2 separate regions of the Mus musculus genome follow, and region 2 is linked to region 1. A link is a contact called in public HiChIP or PLAC-seq data. All regions are on one chromosome and are shown on one strand. The core of a region is the stretch at or near the end of the contact, and the rest is flanking DNA. Distances in the headings are between cores, read along the strand shown. Region 1 overlaps Chd7 (chromodomain helicase DNA binding protein 7). Region 2 has its middle 44 kb from the start of Gm46842.

What was found. HiChIP or PLAC-seq counts read pairs in DNA pulled down with a chosen protein or histone mark.
Region 2: an HNF4G HiChIP or PLAC-seq map of pancreatic cancer cells shows a contact between it and region 1. The contact joins two enhancer-like sites. A contact is called at or near these places in 2 of 115 datasets of contacts at active chromatin or transcription factors (effector CD8 T cells and pancreatic cancer cells).

The regions. Positions count from the first base shown.
Region 1 is chr4:8,807,963-8,814,651 of GRCm38.p6, forward strand. It overlaps Chd7 (chromodomain helicase DNA binding protein 7), which reads left to right. Exons shown (of 38, transcript NM_001277149.1): 7 at 3,478-3,533. Among named protein-coding and RNA genes, the nearest start is that of Gm46841, 94 kb to the left of the region's middle. Within about 2 kb of position 3,344, at least 108 of the 459 cell types and tissues checked have an H3K27ac peak or open chromatin away from gene starts, as enhancers often do. A contact at or near this core is called in pancreatic cancer cells, where this site is marked.
Region 2 is chr4:8,951,474-8,958,162 of GRCm38.p6, forward strand. No RefSeq gene overlaps it. Among named protein-coding and RNA genes, the nearest start is that of Gm46842, 44 kb to the left of the region's middle. Within about 2 kb of position 2,953, at least 153 of the 459 cell types and tissues checked have an H3K27ac peak or open chromatin away from gene starts, as enhancers often do. A contact at or near this core is called in pancreatic cancer cells, where this site is marked.

The DNA of each region.
Region 1 (6,689 bases), core at 2,094-4,593:
ACTGGACTGGCGCTACTTGAGGAAGATAGCTGTGTTCTTGGAATGGGATGCACTCATGTCTGTTGAACTTGTAGTACTTCGGCAGGCATACTTAGCAGGCTTAGAGCTGAGATTATAATTAACTCTATTCTCCATAGCTAGTGAGATTGTACCTGATGCGGACATGGCTTTTCTTTCTGTTTTGCCTGCTTCAAAGAACTTAGTTTTTCCCCCTCTGCCCACCTTTACTGGCAGGTACCTATGGATTACAAATTGATATTACAGCCCCGTGTGGCTCGCTGTAAGGCATTAGATGTCATTGCAGATGTATATGAAGATGGAACATTTATTGAAATGGCTCTCAACCTCCCTAATTCGTGACCCTTTAACACAGCTCCTTATGTTATGGTGACCCCCCCCACCAGAAAATTTTTTTCATTACTACTTATAACTGTAATCTTGTTACTGTTATGAATTGAAATGTAAATATCTGATAAGCAGGGTGTCTGATACGTGACCCCTGCAAGAAGGTTGTTCAAGCCTCAAAGGGGTCATGACCTGGGTTGAGAACCACTGATTTATTGGCTTGGTGAATGTGGGAATGGAGAAAATTGGTAGGAAAAGTTCTCTGGAAGACAGGAACTGTCTGAATGTAAGGATTGTAGAGAGCCCACAGATGCTCATCCGCTGCCGCCGCTCAGAGGCTGCTAAAACTCCATCAGAAGAGACAGACCATTAACAGCCACTAACTTTTTAAACTGCAAATGTTCTCAACATTCGTTGCTTTAATTTATAATTGCTATAAGTTTATCATTTTAAAAAATGATAACAGGGGACAATATTGCACGTGGAAAGAAAAAGAAATTTGATATTTTCCTGTGGACTCTAGCTGTGCTTCCTCTTACTATGAATAATTTAAGAATTGTCTCCCAGGGAGAGCCACCTCAGCTTCACACACCATGACAGTGGGCGTGGCTTGGCATTTAAATATTGTCCTAAACACAAGTTAATGTCCCCAAGACCCAGGAGAGGGGTCTTGTATATGAACATTGAGGTATGTTTGAATGTGTGTGTAGATATTTAGAGTGCATAGGTGTTTTGTTTTCCATATTTAGTTATAGCACTTCCTATATGCCATCTATCTATAGAAAATAATCCAAGCCCTTTTCCTTTTAGAATCATAAGGTCAGAAGTTATCTTAGAGTCAGAATCTGGGTGTACTATATACACAGGAGAGATACTATCCCCTAACATTTATTTTTCTTTATTTAACATATGTTTTCTCCATAAGGAGTTATATTAGATTCCAGGATAATTGAACATAACAATAAAAAATAGAACATTTTATAAAGTTAAAGTCTTAACTATAGTCTCCAGAATATCTTTATTTTCTCACTCAGTACTCTGTAACTCACTATCTCTGTTTGAGTATGAAATATATTAGACCAGAAGCAGTTTATTATTCTTCTCTGTATACTTTTTCATTTTTTGTTCATTATTTGTATAGTTTTGAGTAGAAGAGCTGTCTAATTTAGCAAGGCTATTCTTTCCTTGAGGGTGCAGGTTATCATGTGCTAACGGCTGTTTCAGGCCACGTTAGAGAACTAGGCTTGGCTCCTTGGTCACATGAACAGTGAGACAAATATGTTAATATAGCCAAAACATCAGGTTTCCTGTAACCTGTTATGATTCCTTTACATTCATTCCTGGGGAAGGAAAAGAATACCCATTTTCAAATGTCTATTGAACTCATGAAAATACTCAGAGCACTGTCAGGTTAGACAGTAGCTGGCCAAGGAGTGATCTCAGTGTTTGTGTGTGTGCGTATGTGAAGCTGTGCGTTATCACCCTATCATTCATTGAGTCTGCAGAGTATGGAAGTTTCTGCACACTGGTACTGTGGGCTGCTGGAGGATGGACAAAGGAGATGTCTTTAGTGAATTCTTGTAGAGAGTCATGACTCAGCATTCTCTCCGGGAAGCATGTGCACACTTACGTGAAATGTAGTTAGCAGCTGGAGTTGAAGCTCCACAGAAGAACATGGCCATGTTTTATGTGTAGCCAGTTAAACAGAAGACAGCAAACAAAATTTTTGTTTACTTGGGGACATGGCACACGCCTTTAATCCCAGCACTCAGGAGGCAGAGGCAGGTGGATTTCTGAGTTCGAGGCCGGCCTGCTCTACAAAGTGAGTTCCAGGACAGGACAGGAGGGCTATACAGAGAAACTCTGTCTCAAAAAAAAAAAAAAAAAAAAGCAAAGCTGTGTTATGGTTAGGACCTTTCATAAGCCCACTAGAGTAAAATGAGATGTTCGTACGTATTGGCCATATTCTAGAATATCTAGGCTTTGCACTGGTGAGAAGCAGTTTAAAATGCACATTTAATTGAAACTGATAAAAGGTTGGAGGGAATTCTAAAAGGTCTTTAACTGTGGTTTGAGTGTTATGTATGGAAGCCAGCCGGAGTGCCCTTATAAGACATGTGCCCTCTGTCATCCTCCACGCTGGCTCTCCTGTTTGGCCCCAACCATGTTCCTGTTCACCCTCATTTTCTTCAAAGATCTATGAGACCACCCAGCACCCATGTGTGAGCCTCCAGGCAAGCTCACCAGCTCTCGTAGGAGCAGAAAAGAACTTCCTGACACGTGGGTAAAGGCTGTTTATGGTTTACATCTTTGCTTTATCTGCTCAAACATTGTAAGAAAATGACATATTATGAATCCTTTCACACTCCAAAAGCAAAAGCCAAAAGGAAAAGAGAGGTTCTAAACCATAGCATTGATGTTGTCTTCGGTACTTTCTGGAAGCACTCTGACCACCGAAAGCTCTTGACTCGGCGGACATGCATCGCAATTTTAACCCACCGAAATGTGGGATTGGAAGTGTTAATTTTATTTGGCTGCCATGTGTGTGAGACATCTTGTCTGAAAGACTTTAATTGTTCCACTGAGTAAAACTCAAACCATGAGTAGTGATGCCCCGAGTCCCACCATAAGAGCAAGGTTTCCTTTTATATGGTTTCTTGTTTAGAGTTATTAACTATATGGAGAAATAAATGTCTTTTAAATATTTTAAAACATTACAAAACCCACAATGTAAAGTTGCCATGAGGCAGCCAAAAATAATACATATGGCATTCAGGAGAGCAGTTGCTAATTGGCTGCTGCCTGAGAAAATGGTACACTTGGCGTCTACTTAACACTGCGGGTTTGGCAGCCAGCCAGGCTTGGGGTCAGGTTGTTGTGAATGAAGCTGCATGTGGTTAGGGAGGGGTTAAAATGATTCATGCCATACAATCACAAGCGCGTTGAGTGGAGCAGCGTGCATGTGCCTGAGTACGTCAGTCCCCACGGCACAGGCTGCCCAGGCTTCCTGTGCGCTCCTCTTTCCAGTCAGGCCACCTCAGGCATTGTGTCCCCCTGTGGGAGTATGTGGCTGCCTTTGAAATCGTCGGTATATGATTTTAACGTGTGTACCTCAATCTTCTTTCATTGCAGAAGGAATCTGGCGAGGAGGTAGAAGTTGAGGAATTTTATGTGAAGTACAAAAACTTGTAAGTAAATTGTTCCTCCTTTCAGCGGGGAAGGGTAGACCTGGAGTACAGGACTCTTTAAGAATTGTGAACATGGAGAGTTTGGTATGGTTTCTTTGCTGCCTCAGAAAGGCTGTTTCCTCCTAACTTTGTTATTTGTAGTACTTTGCACATGCTTTTCTAGAAAATATTTAGTGTGTAGAAGTTGACTAATTTTCTTATATAAGCAAGAAGCTCATCATAGATAGAAACATCTGATGTGATCATAGTGAAATAAAGTAGAAGTTGACTGTCCCCCAAAGAGTGGCTCTTGCTCTTCATGGTTGCGCCTCTCCCTGCATCTGTGATGAGAACTCTGTAGCCCCTCAGAGGCCCCGAGGCCCAGGATGCTCTCGGGCTTTGATGCAGTGAGCTCTGGCTTTATGTGCATTGCTTTCCAATATTTGTTTAGTGGGTTTAGTTTAGTTTAGTTTAGTTTTAATCTGAATGGAGAAACACAGCTGCCTTGAGCTGTGTCATGGGATCTGTGTGCTCACTTTGGCAAGTCAGTGTGGTTTTCAGGATTGGTCACTACCCTCCCGAAGAAGACAGAGGCCCTTCCTAACCAGACACACAGCTAAGGACAGACACCTTTGCTGACCACAGATCTGTTCTCTCTGCTTTGCTCCTCTGAAGAAGACATATGTAAAGCCCGGGTGAATCAGTCCTGGGTTTTAAAGGATGATTTTTAGGAGTTGTTGTGAAAACAGCCTAAGAAAGTACATTGCCCCAGGAAAATGTCACCACCGAGTGCCATGTTTCTCTGCTTTTGTCCCTTTGGTCTGCATTGTGTAAATACAGGGTCACTCTTCTGAGGAGGTAAGCAAAACATTAAGTAAAAAGTCTCTCTCAGTCTTACTGTGAGAGTCAGTGAAATGAAGTCTGGCAGTATAAAATAAAATGCACAATAAATGTTAGCTGCCATCAGTATTGTGTCCTCATGGTGAGTTTATGTCTAAGCACATCGTTCATATGAGGTGATTTCCTGTGGGGAATCCTTAACGAGAGAAGCTGAATAGGCAAAGAGGGGGTAACCTAAATGAGTTGCAGGGGGATTTCCCTTGGGTGTGTCAAGTCAGATGGAGGACTGAGGGTTAAGTGTTGATTGACATGTAATTGCACCAATAGATGACAGGCATCAGAGACAGAGTGGGTGGGACCCAAGGGTTGCCATCCATTCACCTGTGGGAAGCTCCAAAGACAGTGTAGGACCCTGTACCAGGGACTGCTGCCAAGCCAGAAGACTTATCAAACAGGCAACAAGAAGTTTAAGGGAGGACTAAGCTGGTTTCCTGTGCACTATTATGGAGATGAAAGAGAAATTAAGCTTTCAATAGAAGTTTTTATTAACTTGTTTTGATGCTAACTCAGATTTGTAAGAACGTTGCAAAAATTGTAGGGTGGATTTTTTTTATTGTGATTAATCTATATCTGAAATACTTGGAGATTGTTAAATATGGTAATGTTTGCTAAGTTGGTGGAATACTTGGGCCTTTATTCTCTGCCCTGGCTAATTCATAGTCAGGGGGGTTCATTTTATTGAGATTTGAATTCTTCTCTCTGGTAGTAGTATTTATTTTGCTCACGTCACTACAGATGTAGTGGTGGGAATCCCTTTAAGCTGGCTCTGTCTTTTCCCTTATCCTGTTTGGAGCTCTGGTGTCAGAGTGTGCTCCCAGCTTGTCCTCTGTCTGCAAGTTGTAGGATCAGTAATTAGATAGAGAATGTAGGAGCCAAATGTGGGCCATGATCTTGCTCATGGCTGCCAAGAAGTCACTGTTGGTAGACGTTGCTAGGATTGTATACACACCTGCAAACACATGTACACGTGATCTTTAGGCACATGTAGCTGTTTGTTATATATATGTGCTTACCTCTACCTATGCCTCCACTTGCCTAACAACAAAACAGTGCCACCCAACTCTCCCACAGGGTACCCTCTGCCCTTTCTCCTTTCAATGGGTAGCTATTCCCCTCTTCAATGATATGAAGCTTAGCTCTTACCATCTGGTTGTTGTTGTTGTTGTTGGTTTGGTTTGGTTTGGTTTGGTTTGGTTTGGTTTGGTTTTGGCAACCTTAAAATATATAGAAAAGGAATTAAGAAATCCTAGCTGAGCTGCTGGTGGTGCACTCCTTTAGTCCCAGCACTTGGGAGGAAGCAGGCAAATCTACAGAGTGAGTTCTAGGACAGCCAAGGCTACACAGAGAAACCCTAATGAAAAAATAAATAAATAAAAAGAGAAGTATTAGCTGAGTTTTTGTTTCAGTTTCTTTGTTTAGGATGTTTTATCCTAGTTTCACAGTGTTAGAGGTTATATACCTTACTCAAAATCCCCTTAGTCCCAAGGTCTCCATGACTTTATGTTTACCCACACACCACTGAGTTGAGCAGTGTCAGTTTTCGATTTAATTTTATCTTCGACATCTCCTTTGCATTTTTAAGTTGGTGAAACTATTACAATGAGTCAGAAGTCGGAGCTGTATACACAGATAGTCAGGTGAGAAGTGTCCCTTCTGCTGTAACCTACCATTCAATACGGACCTGCTTCTTACACTTCTGACTGACGCGAGTAGCAGCTATATAGGTCGGCATGTATGTGCACACATAGGTAGGCATGTATGTGCACACAGAGGTGCACATGCGTTTCCCTGTCTTACAAGGTTGTATAGCGTTACTATACCTTTTGCTCTTCCCCCTCCTTCAGTACTATTCTGGACATCACTGTATGAGTCTTTGTGGGGTGTGTGCTGCCTTTTGCTTTTGGTTTTTACGGCTTCCACTACATGATTGTTGTGCATCTCTTCACTCTTCCACATCTGTGACCTTAGCAATAGCGTCTTACATTTTGTAGTGATAGACAGCGCCACAGTGATTTTTCTCAGGCATGCCTATATATTTTTTAAATTGTTGGATATTTACCATTAGGGTGAATTCCTAAAAAAAAAAAAAAAAAAAAAATAGGATTGCTATATGAAGGCATAATGTAATTTAAAAATCTCGTACATTTTCATTTGTTTGTTTGTTTTGTGTGCACATATGTGAGGGTACATGCACGTATGCCACTGCATGTGGTAGTAATCAGAGGACAGCTTTGTGGAGTCCGTGGGTACCAAGGACCAACTCCAGCTGCGTAGGGT
Region 2 (6,689 bases), core at 1,703-4,202, 140 kb after region 1:
AGTAAGACTGCCTAGAATAAGAAAGGGCTTCAGTGGCAACTGCAGAGCTTACATTAGTCTGCACTGGGTCCTCTGCACATATGTTATGGTTGTTGGCTTGGTGTTTTCTTGGGTGTGTGTGTGGGGGGTCCTGACAGTGGGAGTGGAAGTGTCTCTGACACCTTTGCCTGCCCTTGGGACCCCTTTCCTCCTACTGGGTCGCCTCGTCCAGCCCTGATATGAGGGTTTGTGCCTGGTCTTGTTACGCCATGTTTAGTTGATGTCCCTGAGAGGCATTCTCTTTTCGGCTGTGGACGGGGGGGGGGAGGGTGGATCCGGGGAAGAGGGGAGGTCGGGGAGAACTGGGTGGATGGAGACAAAGCTGGGGTCAGGATGCATTGTTTGAGAGAAGAATAAATAAAAGTGAAAATGAAAAAAAGGAAGGGGCTTTAGGACACACATTATGTTCTGGAGAACGTGGGCAGTTTTCTTAAAATGGATAACTTATTTGTGATAGCACTTGCTTCACAATCAAGGACCTACATTTGATTCCCAGCACCCATGTGAAAAGCCGAGCAGTGTAGTGCACGCTTATAATCTCACTGCTGGAGAAGCAGAAACAAGTGGATCCCAGGGGCTCTAGATAGACCAGCCAACCTAACCTAACTGGTGAGTTCAAGGTCCCAGTGAGAGACTCTCGAAAACAAACAAAACTCCACTGTGCCTGTCTATTGAGAATGTTGCCTGGGGTTGACCTGTGGCTTCCCCATGTACACCCACACTCATACATGCATGCCTGTGCACATATGCACCCTCACATGTATGAACCTCCCACCTTAACACAAGAAAATGGAAAGGAAGAAAAGGGGAGGCTGAGTATAGACTTTACAAGAAATTCATAGTTTGAATGTGATAGATGGTTCTGAGTAGATTATGTGATTTCCTGTGGGAATGCCTTTGATCTTGATGTACGGCGCATAGCTCTGGGAACAACACAACTGTGGTGTCACACTGTCTGCGTGCTTCATTACGTCGTATTGTTTTCTCTTTTAAATTTAATTAAACTGGGAGGCAGGAAGAATGCCATAATTTGGAAGCCTGGACTACTAGGTAAGACCGTTTTTCACTACCCTCCAAAATATGTCTTGCTATTTGGACATATGTATGATATTTGGACATATGTATGCATTTTGAAGTGGCCATTGTAATGAAGATAACTTAAACATTTGTTGTCTCTGACAGTATCGTGTGTGTGTGTGTGTGTGTGTGTGTGTGTGACAATGACAGAGAGCAGTCCCTGTTCCCAATGTTCATATTTATGCATCAATATTGATAGAGGTTCCTGCCCTGACCCCCCAGCAAGTGTGCTCCTCATGCCTGGTCTTTGGTGGAACTGGTGATCATCTTTGTGCAGTGCAATAAATAATACTTTTATTACCTGAGCTATCTACCCAGCTCTAGTGCTCACTTTTCTGTAGTACTGGTGAGTGAAGTCAGAGCCTCACACAGGCTGGAGAAGTCCTCCACCACTGAGTTACCCTCATGGCCGAGGGGGACACATTCAACCATAGCAAGCAAATGACTGCCCATGACCTGAAGCAAGCTCAGATTCTTTAGCGAGATTTGCAAAGTCTCACACATAGATACTCATCCATACTCACGTACCATTATGCATTGTGGGGTGCAGATGAAGTCCAAAGTAAGTGTGTATTATTGCCATGAGCAGAGCCATGGCCAATTTCTCAGTGCCTCAGGCAAGGCCTTCCCTGGGTCATTCTCAGAGGGATGGCAAGGCCTTCCTCTTGTGTGGAGTTGACACTGTGTGCATAAACTGTCACCCAGAGCTCCCTCCTCAGGGATGACTGCAACCTGAGACTGCTCTCCTACAGAGAGCTGCTAGCTAGTCTCCTCCAGGATTTCCGTGACCTCAGCTCTGTGTAATAAACTTGTGTTTCCAGGCTGCTGCTGGCGCTCCTCCATCGGAGCACGTGGCCCATACAACCCCAGCCTTTTTTGTATGCCAGTCATTTCCACATTCCCTGGTCACCTAAGTCATGCCAGTCCTACAGCAGATCGTGGTAGCGTATGTTGTTCCTTCCCGCCTTCTACTCTTCCTACCCTGTCTCTGTCTCCACAGCCACTTCAGTGGCTGGCAGGATGCAGAACTCCCAGTGGCCCCGAGGCGCTGTGTGCCTTGGCATCTGTTTAACTGTGACTGGGATACACAGCGTCTAGGCTGGGGGTCCTTGTGTGGTTCCAGTCGTCTTGATTCTTACCATATCTTTGGGCAAGCGATTTAACTTCTAAGAGGTTCTGTGCTGACCTGTGAAAATGGTTCACTGTGAAGTTACCTCACAGGCTGTTGGAGACAGCCTCCTGCACAGAGCCTCCAGCACCATGACTCTCACCCTCTATTCTTCGTTTCTGGAGATTCTAAGGGTGTCCTTCTTGTGCTGTCTGCCTTTGTACCTCGCTTCTTCCCATTCATGATACACACTAACTTCCTCTGTAATCCTTGCTGGTTGTCACCTACTGTGTGATCATGCCGCCAGTGTAGAGGCAGCTCAGTGTGTCCCATGACAGTCCTACCTCATAGCTTAAAAATGAGAGTTCTCAGGAAGAAAGGAAGGGAGGGAAGATGAAGCCTGAGGCAGAAGCAGAATGGAGCTAATCTGACTTGACCATGGAAAGGATGTTCCAATTGATCATGAAGGTGGTGGGACCCTGGCAGGCCGAAGCAGGATGGATCCCACTCTCGGAGGGCATTCTGTAGTTTCACAGACATTTGATTAGGGTCCCCTTCTGCTGATTGTTAAATGGATTTGTTTCCCTGTCACAGTTCTACCTTAAAGAATAGCAGAAGGCTAAGCTGCATTTCTGACCAGCAGCCCCACTGCTATCAGCACAGAACTATGAGGCCAGCCTGCCTGGTGCTGTGTTGGCTTAGAGCGCCCTTCTTTTAAGTGCTGGTATTTGTTTACCCAGAGTCCATTGCAAACCTGCACAGAGCAGCGAGTCCTCCTCCTGTGAGGAGCTCCTTCCTGCTGAGCTGGCTGACTCGGGACTTGGTGTGACGTGAGCTCAGGCAGAGATTTGGCTCCTCTTAAAGCATGGACAGGCTTCTGGAGTCCCAGGGCTCCCACTGCTCACAGCCAGAGGCAGAGCCCAGCTGTCTGCAACCCTCCGGGGACTCCAGTCTGTTTACTGAATGGTCATATGGTAATCTCTTCCAACTCATGAACGAGCTGCACCGTTCCCTCATCTGCAGACCAGTGACCTCACCCACCTAAAATGGAGCAAGTGTGACTCAGGAATGTAGCCAGCTAGACTCTCACTGGAGCCCAGGAGAAGCTGGGCGGGCTACTCACGGGCTCAGGGACTCGGCTGTACATTGTAATCAGTCCCTGAGCCTGGAGCAGCCCCCAGCCAAGGGGTGTGTTCTCTGTGGGGTGGAGCTGAGAGGTGCCTGTGTGGACACTCACACCTGCAAGTTGCTTGTCTCAGGTGGTGTGCATCACTTCTCATCCCTCAGAAGGGCCTCTGACTACAGGCTAGTGAAGCTGACCCCATGTCCTTAGCTAGTCACCCCCAAGATGATGACACCAGAAAGAGGATGGAGAAAACACCTTGCAGGGAGGTGAAAGGCATGTGATCTCATAACTGGAAGGTAGAAACATGACTAGGTATTGTTTTACTGTTTATCATTCCTTTTGAATTATATTTGCTTTCCCCTTCCAAAAATATTGCATGTGATGACTGGGAATATAAAATAAATTACCTTTGCTATAGGCTGCTGGGTTTATTAGCCTCTTTCAAGCTCTTGACAATGGAAAGGACAGTGTGACCTACAGTCGACTCCTTCCAAGGAGCTCTTGTTCTCTCCCCCCGCCCCCCTCTGTACAGGACCTCTGTTATTTGTGCATATAATGGCTTAACTCTTTGAGTTACCCAGAGCTCTTTATTCTTTCCCTAGTTTCTACTGAAATGTCAGTTATTTTTATTTTCTAGGGTTGGGGACTTGGCTCAGAAGCAGAGCATTTGGCTAGCTCGCTCAAGGTCTTGGCTTCCATTCCTAGTGTGGTGGAGAAAATCGAACAAACACATAAAGTAATTGAACTTTATCGAGGCATAACTAGCCATTAAATGCTGTGTCTATCTGTAGCATACAATGTGATGTCGTTCCCCCAGGCCCCCTTTTCTGTGCTTGTGGTTGAAACCATGGCTTCAAGAATACTGAGCAGGTATCCACTGTAAGTCACATTCGCAGCCACTCATCCCAGCTGAAAGTTTGCCCATGATTTACATTTCAGGCAGATGACCTATGTTATCCATGCTATGTACATTTGAAAGAGCAAACCTATGAGAAAACAAGGCCAGGGAGTAAGAGAGAGAGACAACATAAACGTTAAATAGCCCCAGAGGTCAATCGTGTATTTGGATAAGATCTTTATACCAAAAGGACTCGTGAGGGTGGAGCGAGGCAGGCCATTTTCAAGAGCAAATGTTAATAAACTCACGGTCATCCCCTTGACAAGTAGAGATCAATTGGCAATATGGAATCCTTCACTCCTGGTGTGTGTGTGTGTGTGTGTGTGTGTGTGTGTGTGTGTATGTGTGTGTTTGTTTAGAAAGTGAGTTTTAGGGTGCTATCTCTCTGAGAGTCTGGAGGGTTTGGGAGGCAAAGATGTCACTTTAATGGGCAAAAGAGCAAGGGTCATTATTTCCACCACCATGTTTGCTATGGACCCCTGGACACGCGCTTGACACATTCTTTCTTGTTAGCAGGCCTGGAGCAACAGTGGAGAATATCCAAACGTTTCTCTAAAATCTGGGCTCCAAGCACGTTTTCTCAAAGGCAGATCACTGCCCTTATGAGCAAATTCCTCCCGGCCTGTTCAGAGCCACCTCTGCTTCTGGCAAATGGTTTCTCAGAGCAAGGTAAGCAAGCTCTGGAGAGCTGGAGACTGTATATTTAAACAATTACAGGCCTGTGTGCCTCAGCCTCCTGCGGCACTGTCCCGGCAAGATGGTGTAATATGTGTGCTTTACATATCAATAGGCGAGGAGGCTGCTTCCAGATGGCCGTACCTAGTTCAAAGCCACCTTTTTATGCTGAAGGAAGACTGTGTGACCTCCCTCCAAGTAAATGTGTTTTGTAAGCCCTGGGAATGGATGTTTAAAAAAATGGTCTTGGACCATATTTCATGTCCAGTCCAACGTGTGGTGTGTGCACAGCTGCTCTGGGCTGGCATGTGGTAGCATATTAAAAGGAAGATTACCATTTCCAATTTTTCCCCTTCTGAAAGCTTGATATGCATATATGAAACTTGTGGAAAAAAATAGGCATAATGAGACGGGGAAGCCAGGTCTCAAGGCACTAGCCAGCACACATCTGGAGTTTCAGCATTCTACAGATACTTCCTTATTCCCAGGAGCCACAGCCGGAGTGGGAATGGTAGCTTGGTATCCATGGTGAACATCCCTATCTCACTGTGCCAGGTGTGTGTGCGTGAGTGTGTGTGTGTGTGTGTGTGTGTGTATGTGTGTGTGTGTGCATGATTTCCTGAAAAGGCTGTCCTCTGTGGGGGTGGGGAAGTGAGAGGACAAGAGATGAGAAAAGGGAAACACAGAAGGGAGGTAATTAGGCGCCACCTTGTCCAGGGGAACCTGCACAGGAGTCTGGAAAAGGCTGGGCTTTGGAGAGGCCAGTGCAATCAGAGGATGCTCACAGAGCCTGCTTGCTGCCTGTCAATCCACGCTTGTTTCTATGGGGACAAGGCCAGTCAAGAGGAACCCCGGGGTCAGAGAAGCTGCACAGATAGCAACACCAAGCAGGATGGGTCCTGCCGCTTGGCTCTTGTGCACGTTGATATCAGGTTTGAATTGAGAATCTGAATTTATGTCGTTGGTTACCATCCTGGAAGCTGTGAATTTAAACCGCACAGTAACTTCTTTAAAAGAAAGCTTCAAGGGACAGTTAAAAATAAACCTGATTTATTTAAGGTTTTTGTTTGTTTGTTTGTTTGTAACAGTCTTACAATGTAGCCCAGGCTGGACTTGAACTCTCTCTTCATCTTCCTGCCTCGGTTTCCTGCTTCAGCCTCCTGTGTGCTGGGGCTACAGGTGTGTTCCTCCAACGAAGGTTGAGGGATATTGCTTGCATAGTGTGACTTATCGGCTGGTTTTTATATTTCACTTAACCGACAGCAACAGGGAAATGCTGGGACTTGTATACAGAGCTGCCTTACAGAAGATGGAAATAGACCGCGGCTGCGAAGTTTTCCCCAAGAAGAGAGTTTGTTAGTTTTTTAGATTCAAAAGATGAGTAGATTTTGATTAAAAAAAAAATTGAGCCACAAGACCACGAGGTTCCAGATGCTTCGCGTAAAACAATGCCCCACAGGGAGGGGAAGTGTGGGGTCCTGCTGCAGGCCACCCTTAGAAGGGCTATAAACAGCAGCTGCTTCTATTGTGCGTGCCAAGTGCTGCCTATTAGGAGAGGCTCCCAACTCCTTGTTTCTTTCTCTTCAACCAGATGTGACCAAGCAGGAGTTTGTCAATTTAGGGGGTGGAGGGGTGGACCCCAGATGGTGGGAACCAGGAAGTGGGGAGGTACAGGGAGCTTTGGGAAGTCGGTTCATCTGTATTCCCTCTGCTCAGCAGTCTACAGCTGAGGCCGAAGGGGAAAGGGTGCCTGAGATGTGTGTTTT